2 separate regions of the Zea mays genome follow, and region 2 is linked to region 1. A link is a contact called in public Hi-C data. All regions are on one chromosome and are shown on one strand. Each heading gives the region's core, a stretch centred on a gene start, on an enhancer-like site or on the middle of the called end of the contact. The rest is flanking DNA. Distances are from core to core; before and after follow the strand shown. Region 1 overlaps LOC109946052 (a long non-coding RNA gene). Region 2 holds the start of LOC541886 (plasma membrane integral protein ZmPIP1-3).

Evidence for each region. Hi-C and Micro-C count contacts between places; a contact is called where the count stands out from the background.
Region 2: a contact with region 1 is called in a Hi-C map of tassel, with 3 times the contacts expected there. The contact joins the promoter of LOC541886 here to the enhancer-like site in region 1. A contact is called at or near these places in 4 of 25 Hi-C or Micro-C datasets (bundle sheath, leaf and tassel).

What each region holds. Positions count from the first base shown.
Region 1 is chr4:158,958,395-158,963,247 of Zm-B73-REFERENCE-NAM-5.0, forward strand. LOC109946052 (a long non-coding RNA gene) reads right to left here. Exons shown (of 3, transcript XR_002269191.2): 2 at 4,784-4,853; 3 at 2,703-4,709. Among protein-coding and RNA genes, the nearest start is that of LOC109946052, 2.9 kb to the right of the region's middle. Within about 2 kb of position 1,702, at least 17 of the 20 cell types and tissues checked have an H3K27ac peak or open chromatin away from gene starts, as enhancers often do. A contact at or near this core is called in bundle sheath, leaf and tassel, where this site is marked.
Region 2 is chr4:159,003,720-159,008,955 of Zm-B73-REFERENCE-NAM-5.0, forward strand. LOC541886 (plasma membrane integral protein ZmPIP1-3) reads left to right here and starts at 1,915. Exons shown (of 4, transcript NM_001365707.1): 1 at 1,915-2,350; 2 at 3,493-3,788; 3 at 4,329-4,469; 4 at 4,892-5,236. The coding sequence starts at 2,005. The coding sequence ends at 4,987.

The DNA of each region.
Region 1 (4,853 bases), core at 452-2,951:
ATAGAAGTCTTAGCAAAAAAATTAAGGAGAATTGGATGCCATGTATGTCTGGATGCAAAAAATGATCACTTTCTGCTTCGTGATCGCTTGTGCCATGGTGGTGCAGCGCATTTGCGCCTAGAAGAAGCAGGTGACGGCGAAGGCGCTGCAGGGTAGCGATGGTTATGTGCCTTGTTTTCACAATTGTTGCCGTTGCAACGCACGGGCACCGTACTAGTCTTCTTTATTTCTAGTAGCATTCTCTAAATTTCATCCTCTATATCCCATCCTCTATAACAAATTTTTTTTCAAATAAACCTATACTATTAAACAAAAGGCTTAACATCAGTACGCGACTACTCTTGCTTTTTAAGCAGGACATCCAGAGCAGGGTTGCTGCACGCTGGTTTGAGCATAACGATCGAACACACACTAGGTCTGTTGCACGATTGGCTTGTTCAAGTCACGTCCACGTTCCATACCAGTACTCCGTCGTGGCTGCACGTAGCTCGTGTGGTCGGTGACTTGTCGAAGTGAACGGCCGTGGAGAAGATGGCCGGCCGGCGAGTGGCAGACAAAACTCGAAAATGGTGTAGCGATTTGATGAGGAACAGTGTGCCGCTGCATCTATTGGTGTATTGGTGGACCATTGGTGCATCTATTGAAAAATTGAGAAAAGAATGAAGGACTGCCACACGCGCGCCGCCGTTGTCGGGCGGGCCGTGGTCGTGGTTCATGGTTCGTGGTAGATAGGAAAATATTCCTTCCTAACGACCGTCATGATTCTTATGGCGAGTAAAGGACGTCGATTTCTGGCTATAATTGCTATTAGTTTCTGACTCTTATGGCGGTCGTTCCTGTCCGTTCCCCTCACTCTGCATGTATATAAATACGGAGGAGGTGGACACTCTTCTGGTTACGCGAGCAGTCTCTCAAACGCGTTGCACTCAGCCCATTCCCGCCCCACCTTCTGCGAGCACACAGAGAGTGGTAGAGCAGGCCTCCGAAATCGTCGTCCGCAGAGGTACACTTGCACGGGTGTACGGGCGATCATGTTTTTGGGGAGCGTACTCGCGACTGCTCGCTTCATCCGCTCCGGTTCTTCGTCGTCGGCGCCGTTTGAGGGACTGCACTACGTACATCTGCCTGCATCGAGTGCGTACGACTACATCGAACATACGTACGAGACATTCTCGTGTGGATGGAGCCACTGGTACCTTGAGCATCGGTCCCTCCACAGAGTACATTATGTTCTTCGTATTTGTGCATATGTTTACTGTTGTTTACTGCTTATACGAATAGTCATACACACATGCACATACATATCATCACATACATCACACTTGTTTTCAGACTTAAATTAAAACTGATAAATACCTCGTTTTCTAACAACCACCACCACCGCCCCGAGTACGTGAGCCAGACAGTGTCTAAAGTAAATCCTGCCGATGACCTTTTTTTATATGGTGTGAATGAATGCAGCCGAGCCAATCATTTGAACTGCTTTGGCTGGCCTGGCCATATCCAAAATTCCAAACACCATGGTCCCATGGTTCCACCAGACCACCACTTCCACCACCACGAATTATTTTTTTTCTAAAAAAAAACGGCAGTGGCTTGGATGGTGACGTGGCGGACGCAAGGCGACGGAACGGACCCTCCACGGCCACGGCAGGCTGACGTCTGACGACGACGGCGCGGTAGCTGGTGGCGCCGCCCAGCGCACATCAGTCGGCACATGCAGATGCAGGCGCGACGGCCGCGGCCCGGTGGGGTACGTACGTGTGTGGCGCGCGTGGCACGGGCGGCGGGCGTGACGCGGCCTGCGCTGCTGCAGCCCCGCGCGGTCAGCTTCTGCGGCACTACTACTGCGCTTCTCCCTACGGCCGGCCTGGTCTCGTGCAGCTCTGCATTTCGAAAGCCATACGCTCCTAATAGTACTTTCTATCTCGTCTTGCTAATCTATATACCTGACTTGTAGGGATTGATGGCCAAAGTCCAAACAAACAAACAAACAAAAAAAGGTTGAACATGAATTTATATTTGCGCTCGGACAGTGTTCGATCATTGGTTATATGGACATCACCCATCTCTTCTTTTTGTTTTATCATGCATCACCACCAGACCTTTACAGCTAGACAGCAACATTCTTGCGTGTTAGAGTTGCTTCCATAGCTGGAAGGAGGATTTGTTAACGCTGAAGCGTACTAGACTACTAAGCGGTAGGGAAATGACAAACAGACCGTTCGACTGCTCTAAAGTTGAAGCTCCTATCTGGAGATAAAATACTGTAAAACCCGCGGTCGTAACAGGATTAAAAGCCACAGTAAACCGCAGCGAATATTTGTTTGGCTTTAATTCATACCACCTTCTACTATTTCTACAGTGTTTTGTCTCTATAAATTATAACTACACCAGAATAACTGGCTTTAATAAAAAACATACTAGCAGTTGACGGAAGGGCTGCGCTTTGACGTGGTAGTTCGATATCAACAAACATGTTTCCCTTCAATGCCTTCTCAATCATCATCGTTCATCAGAGAGGAGTGTAAAGATTCCCCGCTACTACCTGTATACTGGGGTGAAATCTATCTGCACGATTCCAGGCCCATTGATTGGAACGCAATCAATGATAGCGTCTGCTGCTGCTGCTGGCCTTTTCAGTTACTTGATTTTTTTTTATTATTAGTTTTTTGGTATAAAAGAAGAGGAGAGTAGCAAGTACCCTGTTTTGCCGCTTTGCCGCAGAAACGTTTTACCCTCTGGCTCGACTGCTTGCTTGCCTTTCACCGGCGTCACCAACCGGGACGGGTCTCCAGGTTTTGGTTCACCATGCCAAAAGAGGAGGACGGCGATCCGTTAGAGCTTATTCGGTTAGCTCTCAATACACATGGATTAAGTGAGGTTGAATGTGTTTAAATCTCAAGTAAGTCAAAGTTTTTTAATTTTTTTTTCAATTCCATCCAATTCATGTATATTGTGAATAACCCGAACAAGGTCTTAAAAGAAATTCGGTATATGGGCTCTCGTCATTCGCTCCACTGAAGATAATATTTTTTAGAACACTTGCCAGAATTCGTTTGCGGGTCTAGTGTAGAAAGCTAGGGCGTGTTTAGTTGTAACCATGGAACAGGACGAAATGAGATGACCTTCAGGTAAGGTTGTTTGGTTCAGGGTCAAGGGTTAGGCTATCTCAAGCAACGGACGCTAAAACGTCCGGTATGTTAAATTTAGTGTCCGTAAGGCGTCCAACAACGCTCGCTATCGCGTCCGCTAAGACAGTGTTCGTCTATGCCAGCCGCTGGTGGTTCACTGTGTGTCCTCTATCCACGCAGCGGCACACTGTTCCTCGTCGAATCGCTACACCGTTTCCGAGTTTTGACTGCCACTCGCCGGCCGGCCATCTTCTCCACGGTCATTCACTTCGCCAAGTCACCGACCACACGAGCTACGCGCAGCCACGACGGAGCACTGGTATGGAACGCGGTCGCGACTTGAACAAGCCAATCGTGCAACAGACCTAGTGTGACAACTAGTAGTGGAGGCGATGCTAGAGAGGACGCGTATAGAAGGTGTTTGATCGTTATGCTCAAATCAGCGTGCAGCAACCCTGCTCTGGATGTCCTGCTTAAAAAGCAAGAGTAGCCATGTACTGATGTTAAGCCCTTTGTTTAATAGTATAGGTTTATTTGAAAAAATATTTTGTTATAGATTATGTGATATAGAGGATGAAATTTAGAAAACACTGCTAGATATAAAGAAGATATAGATGACAGAATCTTTTAGATGGTGTTGTAAAGGACAAAGAATATTTTTTTAGTGAGTAAAGTTTAGAGGACGTTGCTAGAGACCGCCTTAGGACAAGTATTGTCTCCAATCTTTTAAAACGAAAGCAGCGCACTTTCGCCGCTGAGGAGAGCATCCACGTCACCATGATATCTATATACCGTTGATCTGTTCTTTGATATAATGTCATCCGTCAGATAACATCCATATAGCAAGGGTCCCTCCAGAAATCTCCAGAAACTGAAACGTGGCAAATGCTAAAAGGGTCTAAAGCTATATAAAAAAGAAGGTGCGTGCGCATGTCGGCCAGAGTGGAACCCACATAAGGAAGATAAAGGTAAGAAAAAAAGTAGAAATAGAGAAAGAAGAGGAAGAGTCACAACAAAGAAGAGGAAGAGTCACAACAGCGCACATATATAAAAAAGGAAAGTGACCGCTCAGACGTATAGCTAACCCAGACCCAGCTTGAGGAAGAAAAAAGTGAAAAAAAGAAGAGGAATAGTCACAATCAGATCATCAAAGACAAAAAAGGTATGAATCAAAGCTTTAGCAAAACATTTGCATGTAGATTTTCCATTACCTTCTGTGTTTTTATTATGAACAAAAGCCAGTACAATAACAAAGTTGGTTTCAATTTGAAATAGATAAATATATTCATGTGACATTCATCACCTACTCATTTCTAATTTTTTATCAATGAAAGACAAAACACCTCCATATCATTGCCTTTTTCTTCTCGAGATGTATCTCCGCATTCCCTTTGCTAGTATAGAGACAACAATGACTAGACCCAACCTTTTTTTTGAAGTGGCTTAGCATTAATCTTCTCCATTTCATGGATGGATTTGGAGTAGTTAAGAGACTTCTTATTCGATCAGCTTGACCGGTTTCCTTTCCATCTAGCACACCCTTCTTCATGTTCACTGTTTCTGTCCATTTCCCATCTTCCATGTAAAAACAGACTTAGCAGCTCATCTCCCTTGTCGCTAAACATGTTTGTGGCAAGAGAATGAAGTACCTTTTGTGGTCGATCATCATAGTTATACTGTACGAAGTTTGCTTCAAGCTCAAGATTAGATTCAACAATC
Region 2 (5,236 bases), core at 665-3,164, 46 kb after region 1:
CTTATCCAATCCACTAACGATATAATGCATACATAAAAAAAATTAATTGGCTCTGACCCATAACTAGCGAACAACTCTAAGAGAGCGTGCCAACGTGCCACTTCTTCTGGAGAGCTCTGAGAAGGATATTTTGATGATTCCTGAGCTTTAATATTTTTTACCCACCTTATCCTGCTACATTAATTATCCTTCGCAGGTTCCACTTAGCAGTCTCAATTAAAACTAACAAGGAAAGATAAAATGAATTCGATTCAAGAAATATTCAACCATATAGAGAATCAACCACAAAATGAGTTTATTAGGGGAGATTGGATTAAAAACCTGAATCAATATCAACGCCAAGAATGCTTTGACGTTTAAATTTCATGGCAATCGTAGCATTCGCCGGTGGCTAGAACCCTACCCACCTCTGCTTTCGGTTTTGGGTCGTGGACAAAGGTTCGGTCTTCGTCCGATAGACTAGATATTGGCTCAGGCCCGAAAGAGTCTGTCGCTTGTCTGTTTGGGCAACCTATTGGCATGTTTGTTTCTATTTTCGCATTTATGTAATACCTTCTGTATTTCGGATGGGGACAGAGGGATTATAGTAGTACCTAAGCACTGCAACGATACATGAGGTTTATAGGAGTACACTAGTACAATGTACATGCATTACAATGACACGTAAGAACAAACATTATAATTTAATTAAGCCAAAAGGCGAAGATAAAAGTACTGAGACCCAAACCCATAACTAGCGCACGGTCTCTTAGAGCGAGCGCCAACGGCGCGCCATGCTTTCTAGTTATCACTCGAAATTAGAGGAACGGGAGGGGACCCCAGGGAACATCCCTATCCTAGGGGGTGTTTGAATGCACTAAAACTAATAGTTAGTTGTCTAAAAATTGTTAGTGAAATTAGGTAGCTAACAAATAGCTACCTAACTATTAACTAATTTACCAAAATAGCTAATAGTTAAACTATTAGCTAAGTTGTTTGGATGTCTCAACTAATTTTAACTAATAATTATTAGCTCTAGTGTATTAAATACCCTAGCCTATGTGTCCCGCAACCAGCCGCACCATCCTTTCCACGATTCTGGAGATCGAGTGGGAAATTCTTTCCTCGGTAAGTTGCTGCTGACCGTGGGTTGAATTGCACTACACTCTGAAGTTTTTCGCACCGGCAGGCGATGCTTCTGGACAGCCACACCATTACTGGATGACAAAGCGAAGAGGTTAGGTTCATGTCCCATCACTACTCATCCAACGCAACGAATGAAATCGGCACATGCTAAAAGCAATGACAGGAACAGTAACTCCGTAGGCTGCTTCCAGAAGTACCGCGGCGGCGCGGCCCTGCTTTACCAAAAGGCAGAAGCTCCGCGCCCCGCTGCTTTGGATTGGAGCAGTGAGCTCTGTGCAGACTGTGCTGCCTTTGGCTTCGGATCCCGGACAGACTACACAGGCAAGGGAGTCCCTTTGAAGTGAGGAAAAGGCTGCCTCGTGGAGCCTGCCTAGCAAAGTATGAGTGCAACAAAAGAATATTGCAAGCAAAGCATATGTCTTCTCCATTTATTTCCTCATTTCAAAGCTTCTCGCTCGAACCAAAAAAAAAGATAAAATAGATTGGATAAGCCTGGAACGACTGCATGTGAGGTCCGTTCCCGACTCCCGTGCTCGCCACCTCCTCTTCCGTAATAATTCCATTCCAGAAGCACCTCCTCGAGTCACTCATCAGTGTCCTGCCAATGCCATCCAGAAAAAAAATGCTGTAAAATAAAAATAACAGTGTCCGTGTCTTCCTTAGTTCCTTGCTCCACTCAGTCACTCTCCAGTCTCCTCACGACCTGGCTGCTCCCAAGCTCCGTCCTCTGCTCTGCCTTTATATAATCCCCGAGCCACACCACCTCCCTCACAGTCGCAGACACACACCGCTGCTTCAAGAAACCACCGAGAGCCCAACCGCACAGGCAGGAGAGAGAGCAGGGAGCCAGGGACAGTAGCGTGGGGCCGGGGAGCAAAGATGGAGGGGAAGGAGGAGGACGTGCGCCTGGGCGCCAACAAGTTCTCGGAGCGGCAGCCCATCGGCACGGCGGCGCAGGGCGCCGGGGCCGGGGACGACGACAAGGACTACAAGGAGCCCCCGCCGGCGCCGCTGTTCGAGCCCGGGGAGCTCAAGTCCTGGTCCTTCTACCGCGCGGGCATCGCCGAGTTCGTCGCCACCTTCCTCTTCCTCTACATCACCGTCCTCACCGTCATGGGCGTCTCCAAGTCCACCTCCAAGTGCGCCACCGTCGGCATCCAGGGCATCGCCTGGTCCTTCGGAGGGATGATCTTCGCGCTCGTCTACTGCACCGCCGGCATCTCCGGTCTGTCAGCTCTCCTTCCTTCCTTCCTTCTTGCTGCTGCTGCTGGCTTCTTTTTCCAGCCGACATGTGATGTGATGAGCTTTATTAACCTACTGCGATTATTTCTTAGACTTCGCTACGTTACTAATTTCGCCTTTTAATAACTTCCTTAGCTTAGTAACAACCCTTCATGGTAACGATTTAGTAAAGCTTTTAGTTTTAGTGTACAATTTCTGAGATACTGAAGCAAAAGTGTTTTTTTTTGTGTGTTGGGGGTAGCAAGAGTAACTTGTATAGGCAACAAATCCACTTTGGTATATGACCCTTGAATTTACGTGAGACTTCCAATCCACTTGTTGCTCTTGGATTTCCTGATTACAGTCTTTAGCACTAAAGAAAGGAAGAAAAAAGATAATTTTATTTAGCCTATACCGATATTAGTATTAGTAGCTGAGGATCTGTTAAGTTTGTTTTTTTTAAAACAGTAGAGCTTCCTTGCAGTTATATACTCACCAGCAGCATCGGGATTACTAAGCCCCTGTTAATAGGTTATTTTATTAAAAAGAAAACAAAGTTTATTTCTTTTTGCTTGGTACCACTTTGTACCTTACACACAGGCAGATTTGTCCTGCAATAAATATTTTTACCACTTCACGTACTGTACTACTATAGCATGTGCTGTTTGTTGTTATGCAAACTTGCAAAGGCATCATCAACTGCTACTGTAGTTCATCTCTGATGTAGCACTTCGGGCCACAGTTTCACCAGTAATTATTTAAAGGTTAAATTGAAAAGGGCACCATTCTAGTTAGCTAAGTGCCGCTTACTCGAGGTAAACAAAGAGATGACATAGCAGACGATCCTATGTAACTTGTGAGGTGTGTACATAGTCAACTATATCAGTTAACCTACAGTGGCCATTCCACCTTAAAAATAATGGTGGTCCTACATACGGCTAGTTAAACATGTATTGTTGTGAATTTGTATATGGCTTTTCTGGTGTATGTTTTGTGTATTATTAACTCCGGATACATGCTTAATCTCAAAGTACCAAACTTCGAAAGAACCCATGCTATTCAGCAAAGCATAAACCAATAACACGACTACAAGCAACCAAGGGCCACCACACCACTAATGGTTGTTACCTGCTGCTGCAACAACAGGAGGACACATCAACCCAGCTGTGACCTTCGGGCTGTTCTTGGCCAGGAAGCTGTCCCTGACTAGGGCCATCTTCTACATTATCATGCAATGCCTGGGTGCCATCTGTGGAGCTGGAGTGGTGAAGGGCTTCCAGCAGGGGCTTTACATGGGCAACGGCGGTGGCGCCAATGTTGTCGCCCCTGGATACACCAAGGGGGACGGCCTTGGCGCAGAGATCGTTGGCACCTTCATCCTAGTCTACACCGTCTTCTCGGCCACCGATGCCAAGAGGAACGCCAGGGACTCCCATGTCCCCGTAAGTACTCTTCGTCCTTTCGTTTTCCTAGTTTGTTCAGCTGTTAGGGTTCTGCTTGAATTCACATTTGCATATCTAAAATATAAGATGACGGTTGTAATCTGTGTTCTGGGTTCCGACTTAGGCCTTGTTCGTTTATGTCGGATTGCACCCGGAATCGTTCCAGCTAATCAAAGTTTATATAAATTAGAGAAGCAATTCGGTTAGGAATCGTTTCGACCCACTAATCCGGCACAAACGAACAAGGCCTTATGAATTCCTGACGTTGAATTAATTTAATGCCGCTCATAGATGTTGTGCGTGTACTGATGAAGTGAAATCCTTAAGTATTTGTTACCTTTGATCGACATTAAGTGTACACCACATGTAATGGACTGATGAACTCTGGGTGTTATGTGTTTTGGAACTGGAATCTAGCTGATTACTTAATCTTGTGGTTTAACGAATTGAAAATACATGCATACTCTTCAATACATGTCGTTTTCATATTGTATTAAGACTTACCGTCAATGAAACCCATTATTTTTTTGGTGAAAACAGATCCTTGCCCCACTGCCAATTGGGTTCGCGGTGTTCCTGGTCCACCTTGCCACCATCCCCATCACCGGCACCGGCATCAACCCGGCTAGGAGCCTTGGCGCCGCCATCATCTACAACCGGGATCATGCGTGGAGCGACCATGTGAGTGGGAACTGCTCTCGATTCCTCTGGCACCAAATTTCGGTTTCCAACAGTGTGGTACCACTCGCACTCGCAGTGTAGTGTGTCTCCATCCAAATACCAGACATGCGGCCACTGTCTTTCCATTGTGCAGCAATCATAGTGATAGTGGCATGCTCTCTATTAGAAAGTATATTCTGATTCTTGCTAGGTGATGCATTTTGATTTTTTTTTTCTTGCACCTCACCAGTCAGAAGTATTTTTTGTGGCCAAAACTACGGCTAATCATTCACTCACCAACTCCAAATTAAATGATGCAGACAGAATGTCATATGTCTCCATCTAGCTGTGTGTTAGGCTTATCACGAAGGCTTGTCTCCATCTATGTAGCTTGTCTCCATCTGTGCCATAACCTCTTCCTGTTTCTATACGATTGTTTGCAGTGGATCTTCTGGGTCGGCCCCTTCATCGGCGCCGCCCTGGCTGCCATCTACCACCAGGTGATCATCAGGGCCATCCCGTTCAAGAGCAGGTCTTAAGCTGCCGCGGGTGTGCTGAGACATGTGGGGAATGTATTGTCTGCCCACGCCTAGTTTCTCTGCTGAATCTTCCATCTCTCTTCCCTTCAAGACTGCTCACTGCTGCACTGCTCTGTTATCTGAACCCAGAACTTCGTGTACTCCTGTACCGAGCTGTGTGTATGTTTTTTTTTCTTCCATCGTGTTTGTTGCAAGGGTTCCCGTCTCCTTTTATGCGTTGGGATCGTGGCAAGAAAGGGCAGATATCAT